Regions from separate parts of the Triticum aestivum genome. Here region 1 is linked to region 2. Evidence: chromatin contacts called from public HiCAR-type data. All regions are on one chromosome and are shown on one strand. The core of a region is the stretch at or near the end of the contact, and the rest is flanking DNA. Distances in the headings are between cores, read along the strand shown. Region 1 holds the start of LOC123062499. Region 2 holds the start of LOC123062495 (CTD small phosphatase-like protein).

What was found. HiCAR-type assays count read pairs that join an accessible place to other places.
Region 1: a contact with region 2 is called in a HiCAR-type map of leaf, with 6 times the contacts expected there. The contact joins the promoter of LOC123062499 here to the promoter of LOC123062495 in region 2. A contact is called at or near these places in 2 of 5 Hi-C or Micro-C datasets (both in leaf) and 1 of 1 datasets of contacts at active chromatin or transcription factors (leaf).

What each region holds. Positions count from the first base shown.
Region 1 is chr3A:600,720,402-600,725,015 of IWGSC CS RefSeq v2.1, reverse strand. LOC123062499 reads right to left here and starts at 2,571. Exons shown (of 2, transcript XM_044486037.1): 1 at 2,215-2,571; 2 at 1,403-2,114. The coding sequence starts at 2,273. The coding sequence ends at 1,673. It overlaps LOC123062497, which reads right to left. Exons shown (of 3, transcript XM_044486035.1): 3 at 2,881-3,138. The coding sequence ends at 3,073. It overlaps LOC123062498 (serine carboxypeptidase-like 27), which reads left to right. Exons shown (of 9, transcript XM_044486036.1): 7 at 52-147; 8 at 487-592; 9 at 688-1,056. The coding sequence ends at 831.
Region 2 is chr3A:600,433,229-600,438,047 of IWGSC CS RefSeq v2.1, reverse strand. LOC123062495 (CTD small phosphatase-like protein) reads left to right here and starts at 2,934. Exons shown (of 6, transcript XM_044486033.1): 1 at 2,934-3,383; 2 at 4,419-4,547; 3 at 4,635-4,755. The coding sequence starts at 3,060.

The sequences.
Region 1 (4,614 bases), core at 1,322-3,821, 290 kb before region 2:
GTTCTGTTCCTTTCTTAAGCATATATATACTCATTTGCCTATTTATTGCAGTGATATTGTCGGATCGTATTGGGCGGATTCCCCCAGATCTATGCTTCCTATCTACCATGAGTTAATTGCAGCAGGTATCAAGATATGGGTATTCAGGTAAGTGCCAGAAGGCCCAGCACTTGCTTGTTTCAGATTTCTTATATTCCTCATGACCGAGTATATGTTTTTGTCAGTTTAACACGGAGTCCAACTTGTTTCTGGGTTAGGGAATTATTTTTGTGTGTTCTGCATGGCTGACTGCAGTATCTAACTACCACTTTATATTGATATCGGCTTGTCTGTATAGATCTTCTCCATACATTTTTAGTATTGCCCCTTAAGGGAAGGAACAAAAATATCACATTCTGAAATGATTTCTAGCTGCTGCAAAACAATCTGTTTGTATAATGTTGACCTCATGGATAATGACTGACCATGCATTTTACCTTTCTGCAGTGGGGATACAGATGCTGTTGTTCCTGTAACCGCAACAAGATATTCCATAAGCGCTTTGAAGCTGCCAACGCTGATGAATTGGTACCCTTGGTATGACCATGGAAAGGTGGGTTCACTGAAATGGCTATTCACTAAATCGAGAAAATTCTGTCCCAGAAAGACCAGTTTCGATCTATATCAATAATCCTCTTTGTTTTGCAGGTTGGAGGTTGGAGTCAAGTTTACAAAGGACTAACCCTCGTTACCGTAGCAGGCGCAGGGCATGAGGTACCTCTGCACCGGCCTCGACAAGCACTAATACTATTCAGACACTTCTTGAAGGACACACCGATGCCTACTCAATAGCCACTTGAAGCAGAAAATGATAGTGTAAACTACAAAAATCATATTCACCGTTTTTCACATTCTTTTTTTGTTTGATTTGATCATCACAACATTTTATTCAGTTATCTCTATTGAAAATGTATGTATCTTAGATAATAGGGGAAACTGACATTTGTACTACTGCAGCTAAAAGAGCTCCTTGTATATGATATAGTGATTATTTGAGAAGTATAATTTCCAGATTTACTCACTGCATAGAAAGAAAATACTCCATCCGTCCCATAATGTAAGACGTTTTTCAAGCTTGTTTAACTTGCAAAAACGTCTTACATTGTGGGACGGAGGGAGTAACTGGCATTTTGCATATACAAATTCTTGGATCAGAAAAATGGTGTTTCTCACCATGTAATCCAACTTACTAACTGAGGTGCTACTTGCATGGACTTACCTGGAGCCTTGACTGCAAACCTTAATGTTGTGCTCCAATTCGGAATTCGCAGCGAGTTGGCTGCATACAAGAACTGATGGTGATAATAAACATAACAATGCTCCATCACATGAATTCATCTTGTCAGCCAGCTTATGGAATCAGTGATGACAAACTGAAATATATTTATCTGTGGATAATCAAAACAGAACCCATAATTTAGATATCAAGAGAGCAAAAACCCACACAGAAAGCTAGAATTAAGCCATTGACAAATACTAGGTGGCTCAAAATTGCAACCATGGCTCACTCCATTACCAGGACACAAAAACTATAGCAGGATCAACTTACACACATCAAGCTCTCGGGTCGTCTTCCACTATGAACAAAGGAACAAAATTCAGCAGCGGTGTGTCATATCAATATCATATCATATCATAGAGAGAAGGGATCGGCAGGAGGAGGATCGTCCGTCGAGGGCTGCAGCGCGCCGATCCTGATCAGGTAGTTCCTCCTTCTGGACGCGCCGACATCATCGCCCGGGCTCGTCCGCAGGTCGTCGTCGTCGTCGTCCGAGCCGCCGCACGCGGAGAGGCCGGCGGGGTCCTCGTCCTCCTCGTCGACCTCGTAGGCGGCGCCGATGCGGCCGCCGCACTTGCCGCAGAGCAGGCGCGACCTCCGCCGGAAGAGGCGCCAGGTCCAGGGGCGGAGGCGGGGCGCGCAGGTGACCTCGTCGGCCTGCGTGAAGCGCGTCTCGTCGACGGCGACGAAGGCCACGATGCCCTTCTTCCTGATCTGCTTGCCGTACTTGGAGCCGATGTTGGCCGTGTTCCGCGCCGCCGAGCTCAGGTTCAGCGCGTAGCCGCAGTACCCGCAGCTGCCGCCGGCGAACCAGGAGGAACCGGAGGGGTCAATGAACCCGTCGCCGGCGGAGAAATGGAAGCGTCGACGGAAGTGGAAGTGGAAGCGGAAGGTACCTGTAGGTGACGTCCTGGATGGAGGAGTAGCAGCTGTCGATGGAGTTGGACCTCACCATATGGACGAACGACGGTCGGCGGCGGCGGCGCTGGAGCTCTTGGCCGGAGTCGGGGAGCGTTTCGCTTTGCGCGTGGCCGGCCGGAGTGGGGGAGGGATCGTGGAGCGAGTGGGGACTAAAAAGAGCGGTTGCTTGCTGGTGGCGAGCTGATCGGGCCGAGCCGACGGACGGGGAGTACTAGTAGTACTAGCAGCACTTTGTCGTCCGGCGCCCCCCGTCGCGCCACCTCGCGCCGTGCGCCTAATATAAAGTCCTCGCTAATTAATCGGGGGCGCCGGGTAATCGGCATGGGTGCTTTGCTCTGCTCTGCTGACCATTGCGGGCGCGCCAACTATCGCCGGACGGACGGGCGGACGTGGATGCCGACGGGGCCTGCACCCACCGTCGGAGTGGACGCGCCGGAGCGCGCCATGTGTCGCGCGCCGGGAGGGCCCGGGCCCGGCGGCGGCCCCGCATTCACGCCGGCCTCCGTGCCCATGTGCACGGCGCGGCCGGCTGCCGCTCGCTCGCTGGGGCATGGCCGGCGCGGCACGGTATTATGATGCTTGTCAGCAGCAACAGCGACTCAAATAAGGGTACGCCCAGGGAGCGGCTGACGCGTACTACGTAATAAGTACGTATACAAATGGCTTGCAGTACGTAGCAGTACATTATTGCGAGTACATACATACATACATACATACATACATACACACTGGAAGTTCATCACGCAGAGGGACAGACGTGGCACGAACAGCGTCCGCGAGGCACACGCTGCGCTGGGCTTTATGCGCCCAGGTCGCGACGTGCGGCGCCTCACTCACTCCTCGATCACAAAGGTCACGCCGTCCTGCTTCTTGAAGTAGTACGTGGTGCGATCCACGTCCTGCAGATTCCACAAGTATGGTCAGATCAGATGATAAAAGTTACACTTTTTCTTTTGTGAGGATGCGTATAATTGGTACACCCTCTGTTCCTGAATACCCTTAACACAAGGAAAATCTTGATGGAGTACATCAGACTTTCAGCTCTACTTACAGACTATTTAATCTAGGACAGAACAGGGCAGGACGGAACGGGTTGGTTTCCAACTTCAGTAGATGAGTGATGCACTTCTACAATACTTCTATCAGGCTTTCGACTCACTACCAAGGTAAGGTAGGCTGGTAGTTTTCCAACTGCAGCTTACAAAAGTTTACTTAAGATAAGAAAGGATGAATGCACCACTGTGCATAGCAGTAGCACATGGACAGCGTACAAAATTGCAAACTCGTCATGAACCGTCTGACAAACTCTATGAAACTGAAATTTAGGTAACGCGGTAGTGCAAAGTGTGAAAATACACAAATGTCCGTATATCATAACTAAACTGCCTCATGAAACTTGTGAAAATGGAGGCGGCAACCTCAGTATTGTCAGCAGAAACATAGAAGGTCCTTCAAACGAAACCGTTATGTTAGTATTGTGGTTTCCCTCACATTTCCGAATTAAGGTCGCTGCTATTAAGTCCAGTTTTATAACTAGTAAACAAGGACACTGCAACTGCAAAGCTGGACAAAACTACCTCGGATTTGTTAGAAGCCAGATAGAACAACTGTTTTCCAGACAAACTAAATGCAGTAATGAACTTATAATAGTGCAATGGCATGGCAGTATGGCACTCACATTGCTGTTGCTCAGCTCCAGGTTAAAGTAACACATTTTTATAATTTCATAATTTCACATCCTAAAGAGACGAGATACGAAACTTGACTTGATGTGTATAACAAACTTCTGGTAAGGGAGATGTAATCAACTACGTGGCCGAATTCTTTTTGATACAACATACTGGGCTTCTTGATCTAAACTCTAAAGGATACCCGAGCCCGTGACCTCATGGTCACAAGGCAACAGCTCTACCGCTGCGCCAAGGCTCCCCTTCGTGCACAACATTTCTTCCATTAAAAAATTCTGGATGGAGTACATCGGGCTTTCAACTTTACTTTAGACTATTCAATCTAGGATAGGTTGGTTTCCAACTCCAGCGGATGAATGATGCACTTCTATATAAGATAATAATGCAGCAGCAATAGTTTTTATAGGCTTCCGACTCTACAACCAATAGCAGTACAAGGAAGGCTTGCGGTTTTCCAACTCCAGATCACAAAAGTTTACTTAAGACAGGATGAATGCCACTGTAGATAGCACATGGACTTGTAAGTGCAATAGCCTAATAGGTACTACCATAAAATTGCAAACTCATCATGAACTGTCTGACAAACTTTCTGAAATTCAGAATTAGGTAACATGTCAAAAAGTGTAAAAAATGCACAAATGTTCATATATCATAAGTTCATAACTAAGGCCCTGTTCGGATCCTCTC
Region 2 (4,819 bases), core at 1,685-4,184:
GATGAATTATCAGCTACTTTCCGTCTGGGTTTATTTGACCCCGTTTTATTTGGGTCAAAGCTTGGTCATAAATTTAACTAGTAAAATATAAACTACATGACCTAAAAATAATGTTGTGCAAAACTTGTTTTGAATACAAATCCAATAGTGTATCTTTTGTGATATATACCTCATATTTTGTTGTTGTCATAGATAGTCAAATTTTGATATTATATAGTTAGAAATTCTCATGTATGTTTGCATGTTGTCGTGAGCCTTTTCCTGCACATGTTGCATGCTTGTATGTTGAGAGAATTGGATTAATGCAGCTATCTATTTAGATATTTAAGATACATATGTTGCAGAGTATTCTGTCTGAGTGTGTAAACAGGGGTTCATATTTTTACTTTTTTCTTGGAAATTGAGGCACATCAACTGATAGAGGACTATTTATGATCGTAACTCTATAGCCGACACATGAAACATAAGGACCCCCCTAACTAGCATGCGAGTCCAGGCTAATACATGCTTCTTTTTTGAAAGGGTACAGTAAGTAGCACATATACAACCACACCGCAGCAGTTTTGTGGTTTTCTAAAGCACATTACATACGCAAATGCTCGTATATACACGCATACACTCATTGATATGGACGCACACGTGCACACCCGACCCTCATCATAGGCACGTCGTAGTCGACGGAAACATCTTCTCCCATTGAACGCGCATTGCCAGGACTTGAACCTTGGTAGGCTGGGGTTACCACTATCCTCCAAACCATCCAACCATAAGTTGGTTAGCAACAGTTTTGTGGGTTGTAATCTCAAAAGAGAAATGTATATTTTGCACTAGCGAAGTTTATCGTTTCTACGCCTAGGCGCAACAACAATGTTATGAAAAAATATACGGTGAAAACCAAGTAAAATCCATGCTTGAAATGTTTAAAAGACACTTTAAAACATTGTGTCACATGCTTCGGATGTTTTACAAATATGTAAGGTTTCAAATTCAAATTTAATTTCACTTAGGAGCTAAAAAATCATCATCAAACCCAACAATTTTACATGTTTCACATTTGAGGGTTGCTGAATTTTGTTTTTTCATAACTCAAACACGAACTCGCGAAGTTGAATTTGAAACTGAAATCTTCTTTTAGGGGATTTGAAACTGAAATCTAACAGGGCTTTAGAACGTCTCATCTCCAATAACTTCATTTTTAGATTTTTTGAAACACGACTATCACTTGGTTTTCACCGGATACTTTCTCCGATGTTTTGCCGTACTCTAGGGGGAACTATACTCTTTTTACATTTCAGATATTATTAACACGTGATGGACAAGACTTCAACCCAACAAGATAAGGTCGTATTTTCTCGCAAAAAAAAAAACAAAACAAGATAAGGTCGTCTTGCCTCTCCCATTGGCTGGCTCCAGTTAGGCGTCTTTTACTATCAGCACTGCTAGTAGTATATCCAGTGAGCATGGCCCACGTCGTTTTCATTGTTGTTGAGAACGCAAAAGGGATCAGAGGTGCCTGCTTACCTAGGCACAAACTTTTTCTGAAAATGACCTACTTAGGTACAATCACCAAGAAAGAAATATCGGCCGAGCATCCCTTGAGGGCAGGGCAATACGGCATGACACCTTTGGGAGAAAGGAATATTTCCTGCAATTGCGGAGTAAAAATGTAAATGTAAACACCTGATCCAACTATCTTAATTTCTCTAATCTCTATGTATTTTAAACATAATTAATCACATACACGAATAATGTGCACGACACTAAATCTATATAATCGCACGCACACACTATATCGCTAGGAATGCACACACTATATCGCTAGGAATGCACGTGCGCGTGCAAATTTATGAACGCACAGACGTATACCTTATCCATATGCACACACACACATGCAAACTCGATTTCTATGAACACCTTCAAAAGACTTAAGTCAACACGTCATAGTACTGAAAATAAAAGACAGCGTAGAAAAGTCTGAAACAAATCCAAAAAAATATGCAAACACCTGTGTCAAGTCTAACACTTCAAACCTGATGGGTTGATTTTACCATAAGAAATCTGACCCTAAGCTATGCTTAGTTCGGCATATGTAGAAAGAAGCGTCGTCACCTAGTAAATCTAAGTATAAGTATATGGTACTAAACTACTCCGCATGTTCCTAAATATAAGTCCTTTAGATATTCCATACAAACTACATGCAAAGCAAAACGAGTGAATGTACACTCTAAAACATGTCTATATACATCCGTATGTAATCCTAAGAAAATCTCTAAAAAGACTTATATTCAAAAACGGAGGGAGTCCAAATTACTCGTCTCAGAAATGGATGTATCTAGAACTAAAATACATCTAGATACATCCATACCCGCGACAAGTAATTTGGAACGGAGGGAGTAATACTTAACGTCTTATATTATGGGACGAAGAGGTGTGATTTTATACAACAATAGCGATTTTTAAAGTTTTATTAGTGAATTTTTATATTCATTTCTATGACGAGTAATTCAAAACGGAGAAAGTATCTTAATCCTCATGGTTAAAAACAACGATTAGCCCTTAATATACTTTTGAAACCAACGAAGCTTTGTGGAGCAAACGAAATCAACGCAGCCCGATTGACTTGATTAACGTGTCAACATTACCGCGCCACCATTGATAAGTACTTTCGCCGAAACAAAACAAATTAGGTTAACACGAGCAGATAAGCATCAAGCCAGCAGCCAGAAATGCATGGAGACAAAAACAATTTACTACTTCTACTGACGACCAAGAGAAAACTCCGGGTGCACGTATGACAATTTACTACACTTCCGGCAGCTCGCCAGTTTAGCCGCACTCTCGCTGACCGCCGGGCCCACCGAATCCGCCCCCCAATCACCGATCCCCTGTTCCGCTAAGCCCACCCGGGCACGCCCACGCCCGCCCCCACGTACGTGCACGCGCCCACAAAGACCACCCGACCACCACCACCTCCCCCCTCCCTCCGGTCGCCTCCGGCCTTGCCTCGCCCCCTCGCCCCTGCCCCCGCCGCCTGCCCCGGCAGCCCGTCCCTGGCCCCCATGGCGGCCGCGGAGGTGTACTCGCCGACCGCGGCGGCGGCGGCGCAGCACCAGCAGCGCGGGAAGGCGGCGACGCAGGCGTGGCAGGCGGTCGTCGGCTGGATCGGCTTCCTCCTCCAGGTCCTGCTCCAGATCCTCCGCGGCACGCCCTCCTGCGCCCAGCTCCTCTCCTTCGTCGGCTTCCGCTACCCGCTCCTCTCCTCCGCCTCGGCCGCCCCCGACCAGCCGTCGCCGGAGGTGGCCTTCATGCCGCTCCGCTCCGAGATCCCGGCCGACGCCGCCCCCGTCCCGGCGCCCCCGTCTGAGCCCCTCCAGCGCCTCACGGTACGGGAAGATTCGGTTTTTCATTGGGTTCCTTGGAGCTATTTGCTGTTCCGGTCAGGGAGCAATAGATACTTTGGAAGGGGATGGATTCCATTTCGATAGGAAGTGGATGCAGGAGGAGTGTCTCCATCCAATTGCCGTCCATTTCTGTCTTCGGGCTGGTGAATTTGGGATTAGGCGGAGGGGTTGGTTTGAGCTAATTGGGTGTTCTTCCTGGTTAATTCAGTTAGCTTTGATTGATAGTGTGTTTTATTTGCTGCTGAATTAGTATATTTGCTATAAAGCAGGCCATTTCGGGTTGTTGGGTGGTAAAAAATCGTCTTCTCTGATTACGAGCACCTAGAGTCACTTGTGTTGCAAATCCAAAACAAAAGCTTAGTTGATGTTAGTAGCCACTTCAATCCCAAAACAAGGGCTTATTGATTTATTAGCCAACAACTGCGTTAATCTCATCTCTAGACAAGGGCTGGTTTAGAGAATTTACAGGATCCCGGTGTTGCTACCTTTACTGGATCAAATACCCCCTCCGTCCAGAAATACTTGTCCTAGAAATGAATGTATTTAGACTTATTTTAGTTATAGATACATCCATTTTATCCATTTCTAGGACAAGTATTTCCGGACGGAGGGAGTACTTAATTAGGCAATATATTGTTTCTGGTCACTGATCTTGTACTAGTCAATTTGCGAGAGACCATTTCTGGGAAACTTCTTGTCGCTGCTGTTGAGAAGATATCTGAGCCTGCCCCTCAATACTGGCAGCGTGATTGGATATGAATTATGATATTACGCATTTGGTCATGATAGATGAATCGGCATGTGTGCTGTTTTACTGGCACATACACTCATAACAGTGTTTCTTATAAGCATACTGTATTTAGTATGATGAGCTTATGGCTTCCCACAAAATAGAATCAACTGAATTAATATTTGTGTTAAAACTAAATCCAAGCCACATTTAGTGTGAAGTCAGCTTTAACGATTCTGCTATAAACTCATTCATTATCTCTGAACAAATATGGACTACCTTTTCAGGTAGTGCTTGACCTGGACGAGACTTTAGTTTCTGCGTACGAATCATCTGGTCTTCCTCCTATTGTACGCACCCAAGCTGTTGAAGCTGGATTACATTGCTTTGACATGGAGTGCATATCAACTGATAAGGTACCAAACTTCTGCTCTTGCTACTTTATTGTGTTATCCTTTTAATCATTACTGATAAAGGAATATTTTCTTGTGTGAGCTGTAAAGGATGTTGAAGGGAAACAAAAGGTGAATCATGTTACTGTTTTTGAACGTCCTGGTCTGCATGAGTTCTTGCAGAAAACTAGTGAGTTCGCAGATCTTATCCTCTTTACAGCGGGTTTAGAAGGTATGGTGGCTGCTAATATTTTATTCATCTCTCTCTCTCTCGTCACATGATCCCAATCAGCTTC